Regions from separate parts of the Mus musculus genome. Here regions 2 and 3 are each linked to region 1. A link is a contact called in public HiChIP or PLAC-seq data. All regions are on one chromosome and are shown on one strand. Each heading gives the region's core, a stretch centred on a gene start, on an enhancer-like site or on the middle of the called end of the contact. The rest is flanking DNA. Distances are from core to core; before and after follow the strand shown. Region 1 holds the start of Ppif (peptidylprolyl isomerase F (cyclophilin F)). Region 2 holds the start of Zcchc24 (zinc finger, CCHC domain containing 24). Region 3 overlaps Zmiz1 (zinc finger, MIZ-type containing 1).

Region 1 (2,877 bases), core at 257-2,756:
CTTTCAGACTGGTTAGCAGAGTTGACAACAAGGTCCAGAGAGGGACAAAAGGCTGCCTCAGGGTACTCATCAGCTGTGCTTAGGTTGAGACTCCCATATGGTCATAATCTAAGTCCTAACTCCATGCCAAGCCCACCAGCCTTGCCGGGCTCACTTTCCACGTAAGCCTTACCTGCAGTCTTTGGCACGACATCTGCCTTTAACTATGGTGAAGGAAAAGGAACAGAAAAGGATGGTCAGTCCAGAAGCAGGTGCAAAAAAGATCCCCCTCACCATTCACACCCAGAGGCCAGGGCATCATGACAAAGAAGAACAGGGCCATTCCCTTCCATGACCACCAACCCTCCTCGGAACTGCCAAAGCCACTATCGTTTCTGCCAGCTGCTTCCTGAACCCAACCAAAGCTTGCTTGAGACAGCCTTAGTTTCTTATCCGAAGAAACTAGTGCCATCCTGGCCCACTTCCGGGACAGAAATGTCAGCTGGAGGCCCTCGGCATGAGTCCCTGGACCAAGAGTAAGTATCACATTAGAATTAGCTGACCTTCCTCAGTGCTGGGGGAAACTGAGGCTCACAGAAGGGAAGGAGGGGACCGTCATCCAAGCCTGCCTCATGCCTCTCAACTTCTCTTAAGAATCCCTCTTCACCAAACAGAGTTGGGGAGGTACTCCTCATTTTCCAAACGAGGAAAATGAGGCATAATAAAAAATGCCAGCTCCCCTCCCCCAGTAGATCGGCAGTCTAACTGGTACCTTTGTTCAAAGCAGAACAGCCTAAAGGCTCCTGGGATGGCCTCCTGATAACCTTGGTGTCTGTTTCCTACTTTTCTTTTTAAGGGTCAAATCTCAGGGAATGGAGAGGGCTTGGGCAGCCAGAACCTTCTCACTTGCATTCCCTGTGTCTCCTCTTAGGCAACCAGGCCTTGGGGGCGGATCCGGAGTGCGCTCAGGCCACCACGTGAGCACCTGGCAACACCTGGACCTCAGCTACCCACCCCAGAGCTCTGGGTCCAACCTCGGACGCAGAGGGTCTAGGAAGCCCAACGTCGGTCCAGGCCGGTCAGTGGGCTGTCACTCAGTACGATCTGACCTTGACCTTTTCCTCCACACCCCCCAGGGTTTTGAAAAGCCCCGAACGGACCAAGCTGATGCCGCCTCTTCTGAGAGAGGGAAACTGAGGCTCAAGGTCACCTGATGTGCCAGGCACAGTACAGGGCCCGGGAAGTCCAGGTTTTCCAAATGTCCAAGCCTCACCTCCAGCACCACGCGGCCGAGCGGCTGTCCATCGGCGCCCACGTCCAAGTACACGAGCGGGTTCCCGGAGGAAGAGTTCGCGCCGCGGGCTCCGCCGTCGCTGCAGGTACGGGTCGCGGAGAGGAGCAGCGGCGCGGAGCGCGGGCCGGAGAGCAGACCGAGCAGGCGGGGGCCGCAACGCAGCGCTAGCATCGCTGTCGCGGGTCGGGCGAGGGCGCGCGGAAGAACTCAGAGCAGACACAGGCAAGGTCGTACGACCCAGGAAGCGATACCTAGGCCGCGCGCCGCCGCCTTTATTGGTCGGCTGGCTTCGAGACCACGCCCCCCTCCACGCCTCCGCCGCGCCCCCTCGGAACCTGTTCGCTAGCGTCCCCTGCCGGTTGCCGCTGGCAGCGTAATCGGCTCGTGCGTTGTGCCCCGCCCTCCATCCCTACACACTGAGCCGGAAGTCCTTTGAAAGTGCTTCTAGATCAAGAGAAAGGTTGATCCTGAGATTCAGAAAGACGTGGGGGGGTGTAGGTGGGGGAATCTGAGGTGGCTCAGAAAGGGAGAGATAACAGAAAGAACAGAGAAGCAGAGATACAGTCTAAGACACCCACAAGGTGACCTCAGGCTGCCGGCTCCAGGGCTGAGTTTGTCTCCTTTTGCTTCTAGAGACCAGATCCTCCGCCAGGACTGAAAATACAGTTTGCCGAACCAATAGTGCATCTGCCAGGCCTCAGTCCCAGCCCACTCTGACAGCCCTTGTCTGTTCCCACCACCTCCAGCCAGGCCAGCAGAGTGCGGGGCTAGATTTACACCCCCTGGAATGCCCCCTAGATTTACATTCACCTGGAATAAACTTCCTTGCCAACTGCACCACACCTGCAGGTAACTTCCTAAGCAACCATTCTCTAGGGATGCCAGGAAGTTGGCAGTGTGTGATATAAAAGGAAAGGAGCCTGCAGAAGAGCCACAGGCAGGACTTTAAACCCTGGTGCACTGGGCACAGCACCAGCCTGGGAATCAAATGAATGCCAGCCAGCGAGAGCATGTGAGCCAACACAGTTAGGAAACTGAGGCTCAGAAAGAGAAAAAGGCTCTAACTAGGGCTAGAAAACCCTGGTTCCCTACTGCTGGATTCAGCCAGTCCTGCAACCAAGGAAGCGATGAGAAATTACCCTGCTTTCTACTCATACCTGTTCTGAGGATAAACAAACAAGAGAGAGAAGCATTTGTTAACTGTTAAATGCTGTTCTGTGTTCAACAGCGATGGGCATAGCCTAGACTGTGTGCTCAGAGCATAGCGGGGAATCTCCAGTGCAAGGTCCCAAGGTCCTGAGAGGCGGGAGCAGGAAAGGAGCTGAGAGCCTTAGGAGCCGGGGAGCCTGGCCTGTCCCACCCAAGATTCAGTTGGGGGGTGTGTGTGTGTGGAGAAGCCATGCTGGTCCAAGTAGTCTATGAAATCAGGGCATGCTCCCCGCCTCACACATGGCAGCCTGAACCCTCTTGTGATGGTCCACAGCTCTCTGCTTTGTGCTACTGGCCTTGATGGGTTGTATACCAGTCCCTAGTCTAGGGTGGGTCTCACCCAACCCCACATAGGGCCCCGTCTTTTCTTGTCAGTGTGTATCAAAGGGAGCTGC
Region 2 (2,877 bases), core at 269-2,768, 75 kb before region 1:
GAAGAAGCATATTGGGATTTTATTAGCATACGTGTTGTCATTTGAATTAGTAACTGCCAATTGTTTGATAGGCAAACTGGTTCAAAACAGGGAGATCAAAGGGTCTCTCAATTGGTGACACAGGCTAGCTCTCTGTCACACTGAAAGCTGTTGAATTCAAGCATCTACAGATGTGCTGAGGTGTCCTGGCTTGGTGACTGGTTGGGGGACAAAGGACCTTCCTGAAACAGCTTCTATTTACTGAATCTATTTTTCCACTCAACAGCTACCCAGTATGAATATAATCATTCCCATAGTACAGAGAACACAGGCTGGTTGGCAGAGGGGAGGTGGCTCATCAGAAGTCCATTTACTGGCATTTTAACACCAGGCTGAATGGCTTCAGGGCCAAATGAGGTGAAGGTGACTTGAGTCCCCATAGGGCAGTCAGTTCCTCTGAGTTGGCACTGAGAGGTTGGACCTGGTTCTTGGGTCCCAGGATATGGGGCAGCACACACCATTCTGGGACTGTGAGGTGAATGAAGGCCTCAGGATCTGGGAAGCCACTGGCTAATGCGGGCTCCTCCAGGAAAATGTGGGTTTCCGAGATCTTGTAGGCCAGGGTCCTGGAACCCCTTCAAGACACTAGGGAGAGCTGACGCTGGACCCAGGGAGCAGAAGAGGAGAGAAAAGCCAGCCTGGAGTAGAAACAGGAGAAGTGGAAGAGATGGGAGGGGGTGTAAGGGGGGAGGAGAAGGGGAGCCCTTCCTTGGGCAGGAACCTGGGGCCCCCCTCAGCGCAGGCTGTCCGCAAAACGATTCTGCAGATGGAAGGAATTAAGTGGGAGGGGGAGGGTCCTATGGTGATAGCGCGAGGAGTGTGTGTGTGTGTGTGTGTGTGTGTGTGTGTGTGTGTGTGAGTGTGTGTGTGTGTGTGTGAGTGTGTGTGTGTGTGTGTGTGTGTGTGTGTGTGTGTGTGTGTGTTTGAGGGAAGCGAGGGAGACAGAAGGAAGCTTCAAACGAGACACGTTTAAAGTGTCGTTAGAGAACATCGAGACAGTCACAGAAACACAATCGGACTAACAGCAAGAGGAGGGACTGGGAGAAGGAAAAGCTGCAAACGCCTAATTAACTAGAGAGCTCCTGGGAAGTGATGGGAACCAGCATACAGTAGAACCAACTGAATGTTTGGGCCCAATTGATTCTGAGCTCCTAGGCTGGGGAGCTGAGCTGACCCCGGGGCGGAGGGGGGAAATTCGGGAGGGGCCGCTCCTGGTGTGGGGGTCGGCGGCGTGCTACATGTGCGGACCCGCCTTCTTTCTTGTCTTGCCCCTCCCCCACATTCATATTCAATAAGACAACCAATGGGGGAGCGAGGATAGGACCGAACTGGCCGGGGTGGGGCGGGGTCTCTGTGGACCCCACCCTAGGAGCGGTCCCCGGAGGGGTCAGCGCAGAGGCAGATAGCGGATCCCCGGGCGAGGCGGGGCTGGCAGCAGGCGGGGCGGGGCCAAAAGTTTCCTGCCCAACTTTCTCTGCCTCTTTCCTCCGCCCGTGCGCGCCCACTGCTGCAGTTCGGGGAGGCGGCGGCGGCGGCGGGCGGCTGCGGGCAACGCGCGGGGCGCGGGACGCGGGGCGGATAGCCGTCGGGGCCGGGGCGGCTGGCAGTGGGCACAGGCTCCCCGGTGCCCGCCCCTCCGCCGGGAGGGGGGCGCGAGCGGGCGGCCGGGGAGGGGCCGGCACCGCCACGGCAAAATGAGCCTGCTGTCTGCCATCGACACGAGCGCCGCCTCGGTGTACCAGCCAGCCCAGCTACTCAACTGGGTCTACCTGTCGCTTCAGGACACACACCAGGCTAGTGCCTTCGATGCCTTCCGGCCCGAGCCTCCCGCCGGCGCCGCGCCCCCGGAGCTGGCCTTCGGCAAGGGCCGCCCGGAGCAGCTGGGTTCTCCCCTGCACTCCAGTTATCTTAACAGCGTCTTCCAGCTGCAGCGCGGAGAGGTGGGTGCCCCAGCGCGCGCCAGCCCGGCGCTCACTGTTTCAGGCCCCTCTTCTATCTGTTCCGCTCTTCCTGGCATGGCCCAAGCCGGCCCCGCATTGCCCAGTTCGGCTTGGCTTGACTTCGATCAGCTCTGCCAAATTTGCCGCCCGAAGTCCCTGGGGCACCAGGAGCGCGTCACCTCCCGGCAGAGCCTCCCGGAGCAGCTCAGGCCTGGGCAGGGCCCTCCCGCCCCCTCTCCGAGTTTGGAGCCCTGCTCCTAGTAAGCAGGCTCAAGGGTGTCTCCGGATTCTCTGCAGACTGCCGGGGTGCGGCTAGGGCGGGGAGCCCCTTCCTAGTCTTTCCTTCGCCCAACCTTATGAACTTTTCTGGCTGCCATTCTCTGGGACGGAGGATTGCAGAACCTGCTCTGAACTCTGAAAGGGCCTAAAAGAATCCTCCCACCGACCTCCATAGTTCTTAACCTGGAGGGCTCCCTGGAAAGTAGTTGCTCTTCCAGGGGCTTTTTCTCCTGTTCCCACCACTTGGGAACCCCTAGATCCACCCTGCAGCTGCTTGCCCTCCCCCAGGCACATAGGAAGTGGTTTCTGAGGGCTTGACCTAGCAGACTGTTCTGTCCCCTGCCTTCCCAGGCTGGAAGGAAATGAAAGGGAAATCCTTGGGGGGCGGGGGGGGGAGGGTTAGGCTGTGGCGATGGGAGGGCTCCAGCTGCCTAGTGCCTTCTCCCAAAACCTGGGATGTGTTGCAAAGGCTGCCTGCTCAATGGATTCGGTTACAAAGTCTACTGGACAGTGCATGTTACCAGCTAGATAAATACACAGGTGGCCGTGACCTCCCAGCCTCCTTTGCGGGTCTTATCCAGAGCCTTCCCAGAATCCATCTACTAATGGCACCCCACAT
Region 3 (2,877 bases), core at 166-2,665, 65 kb after region 1:
AGGCCCACCCATCATGTGCCTGTCTCCCAACGTGTCTGTCACCAACCCACCCTGCTTTGGATAGACAGGATAAGCTGAATGGAAGCAAATGGGGCCAGGAGACAGGCTACCCAGGGGTTAGACATGAGACTGGAGCGGCCCCTTGCATAGTCCTAGCACTTGGCATAGCATTTAGTAAGAACTACGCAGCCAACACATGACTAACAGGTTGCAGTGCGGCACAGACAGAAATAGCTCGGTACATGAGAGTATGGGAGACGGTCAGTCATCAAGCACTCCATCTGAAAGCCAGGCTGTAGAGCTGGTGCAAGGCCCCTCCCGGACTGCAAGCCAGTCTCCATGGCACTGTCACCAGATAAAACCTATCACAGAGTCCACTGACACATTTCATGCCATGCATAGCCACGGACGGCTAATGAGACTTTATAAATATAAGCCTCTTACAGAAACAACAGCGTAGGTGACTTAAGGACAGCTGCCACCTTCATGTCATCTGTCCTGGCACCAGTGCTGATGGTGTCTGTACATCCACTATGTGGTACCCACAGAGGAAAGGCCACCTCTTATCCCTCTAGGTGGGGCCAGATCACACTCTCACCTTCTCCTCTTTCATCTCCCAAGCACAAAGTCTTGGTCCCAAAACCAGGTGGCTGGGAGTCTCTAGCCTGGGCTGGCCACTCTAGAACGTATCAGGGATTCACAGGCCTCGGCTCACCCCTTCATTCTGCGTGTGAAATGGTGAGACAGCAAAACTCCTCTTGTTTACAGACAAGGATCTGAGGATTCTCGAGGCAATAGACCAGGCTTAACTGTGGAAGCTCACAGGAGAAGCATCAGGCTTCCTCCCTCCTGAGGTCAACATTAAACAAATTCAGATTCTGGCAAGTGGAGTATCCTGCAGGATAAATTCACTGGTTTTCCCTGTTGCCTTCCTCTGAAGGCCTTCCAAGGCTGAGACATCTGACAAACAGAAAACGAACCTGGTCCCTTGTGGGTCTGTCTTTCCCACACTCTAGGAGAATCACATAAACATACACAGATGCTCAAAGCTGTCCACTTGGCACCTTTATGTTTGATACTCCCTGGGGTGGGCAGTGCCATCTCTGGCACCCAACAGTGGCCACATCCAGTGCTTCTCTACAAGGCTGACCTCCGACCCACGTTTCACCTTGATCTCTACCTACTCCCGCCTCATCTCTTGTGCCAGCCTATTGAGGCTCACCCTCTGTAGGGGCACTGAGCACAGGGCCTGTCCACACAGACCATCTCTGAAAGGCTCTTGGCATTTACCCTATTGTGCCCTGAAGGGCGTGGGAGGGCACCAGGAGCCAGGCCTCCTGCTCTCATGGCATGGCTCCCTTGTAAGAGTCAGTAGGTTGGACTTGTGTCCTGAGGAACTGAAATGTCTGCAGAGCTGTCTCTTGGCTTCCTTCCTGCTGGCCTCTGTAGGGGGGCCCCAGCAATGGAGGAATGGTCCCACTCTCTGCCTTGGGAGGAACCCACAAAGGAACCCCGTGACCATGAAGGAGATTCTAGTCTTGGGCTGGGGCAGGTAGCTCTGAGTCACTGATCCGGTAAAGCAGCCTTAGGCTCTGCAGGCACATTTGTCTACAGGAAGGGTGGCCATTCTGACCCTACTCACCCTGCTGCAGTGGATGGGGAAGATCTGCCAGCCACCACGCTTCCTTCCCCCACCCCCTCCCCAGCTACTTCACACTCTCAGTTTGACTCCCATGCCTTGAGGTCTGCCCAAGAGCTATACTGTATTGGAGGAAGGGGGCAAGGGGTGTGGGTGGATTCAGAAGATCAGGACAATGACCCTGCCACTGGTACCTAGGACTTCCCTTTTATGTCCCTCATCTGGGACATCAAACCCATCACTAGGAGACACTGAAGTACCATCCTAGTTTCTCATCTGAGCTGAGCTCAATACCTGTGTGGCCAAGAGTGGCTTTTGTCCCTTTCTAAGTTCAGGAGGGTGTGTGGGTAGGTGGGAAGAACTTGGCAGCCTTAGCAACAGGGGGTCAGGACTTCTTGGTGGTCACAGGGAGCTGGACTTTGGTGGTGCTGACAAAAGCCCCTGGTTTTCTGTGGAGGAAGTACTCCTGAGGAATTGCCACACTCTTGCCAGGCCTTTCTCAGTAAGGTGTTGGCCTAAGCTTCTGGTTTTCCCAGATCACTCTCACCTTCTGTTCCCTGCTTTGCCAGCCCCGGCACTGTGTGGTGTGAGAGGCAAGATGGCAGAAGCTGCCTGCTGACACACTGGCTGGGAACCCTTCCATTTATCCCTCATTCTTATAGAAGCTTAGGCCCCACAGGCCAGGACTGGTCAGGTCTGGTCCCCTAACTGCTCCTCAGGCTGGGACAGTGTGTGCTTAAAGAATCCTATGGAGTGACCCAGCCTGGAGTAGCTTCAGGCTACTCCTCCCACCTCCACCCCTGCCTCTAGAACACTCCCTCTTCCCAAGGGCTCTATGGGTGACAGAAGCTGGAGTCTCTAGGTGTGTGAACACACCCTGGGAACTGAACTCTGAGGAACCTTAGAGCCTGCAAGGCTGATTCCCAAACCGGTTTGGCTGTTCCTTGCCTTGTGGAGGCTGTCCGGGGCTGAGCAAGAGGAGACTCAAGAAGATTCCTGAAGAGTTGAGCCTCTGGGGGCCTCAGAAGAACCCAGTCTGAAAAGTTCCCTGCACATTTCCCATTACCATCAGGTCAGCCTATATAGTTCAGGCTCAGATGCTAAGACTGCAGTGCCAAGTCAGGGGAGAATGTTCATCAGGAAGAGAATGTCCTACCCTTAGGATGGTTTCATCTCTACAAAGTGTCCTCTCAAAGTACTGTGGACCCGAGGACGGGCTTGGGAAGTGAGCTGGCAAT

Evidence for each region. HiChIP or PLAC-seq counts read pairs in DNA pulled down with a chosen protein or histone mark.
Region 2: an H3K4me3 HiChIP or PLAC-seq map of embryonic stem cells shows a contact between it and region 1, with 34 read pairs. The contact joins the promoter of Zcchc24 here to the promoter of Ppif in region 1. A contact is called at or near these places in 1 of 39 promoter capture datasets (embryonic stem cells), 11 of 484 Hi-C or Micro-C datasets (the C2C12 cell line, embryonic fibroblasts, embryonic stem cells and 6 more), 8 of 115 datasets of contacts at active chromatin or transcription factors (the SCID.adh cell line, bone marrow-derived dendritic cells, effector CD8 T cells and 3 more) and 3 of 9 other capture datasets (adipose tissue, embryonic stem cells and liver).
Region 3: a CTCF HiChIP or PLAC-seq map of CD8 T cells shows a contact between it and region 1, with 8 read pairs. The contact joins the enhancer-like site here to the promoter of Ppif in region 1. A contact is called at or near these places in 7 of 39 promoter capture datasets (cranial neural crest, frontonasal cranial neural crest, hematopoietic stem and progenitor cells and 4 more), 1 of 15 datasets of contacts at CTCF or cohesin (CD8 T cells), 2 of 484 Hi-C or Micro-C datasets (bone marrow-derived macrophages and nephron progenitors), 6 of 115 datasets of contacts at active chromatin or transcription factors (CD8 T cells, the SCID.adh cell line, double positive thymocytes and 2 more) and 2 of 9 other capture datasets (embryonic stem cells and pancreatic islet).

The regions. Positions count from the first base shown.
Region 1 is chr14:25,692,799-25,695,675 of GRCm38.p6, reverse strand. It overlaps Ppif (peptidylprolyl isomerase F (cyclophilin F)), which reads right to left and starts at 1,506. Exons shown (of 6, transcript NM_134084.1): 1 at 1,253-1,506; 2 at 173-203. The coding sequence starts at 1,444.
Region 2 is chr14:25,767,713-25,770,589 of GRCm38.p6, reverse strand. Zcchc24 (zinc finger, CCHC domain containing 24) reads left to right here and starts at 1,518. Exons shown (of 4, transcript NM_001101433.2): 1 at 1,518-1,979. The coding sequence starts at 1,734.
Region 3 is chr14:25,627,394-25,630,270 of GRCm38.p6, reverse strand. All of the region lies in intron 6 of Zmiz1 (zinc finger, MIZ-type containing 1), which reads right to left. Among named protein-coding and RNA genes, the nearest start is that of Gm45915, 25 kb to the right of the region's middle. Within about 2 kb of position 1,415, at least 40 of the 459 cell types and tissues checked have an H3K27ac peak or open chromatin away from gene starts, as enhancers often do. A contact at or near this core is called in CD8 T cells and memory CD8 T cells, where this site is marked.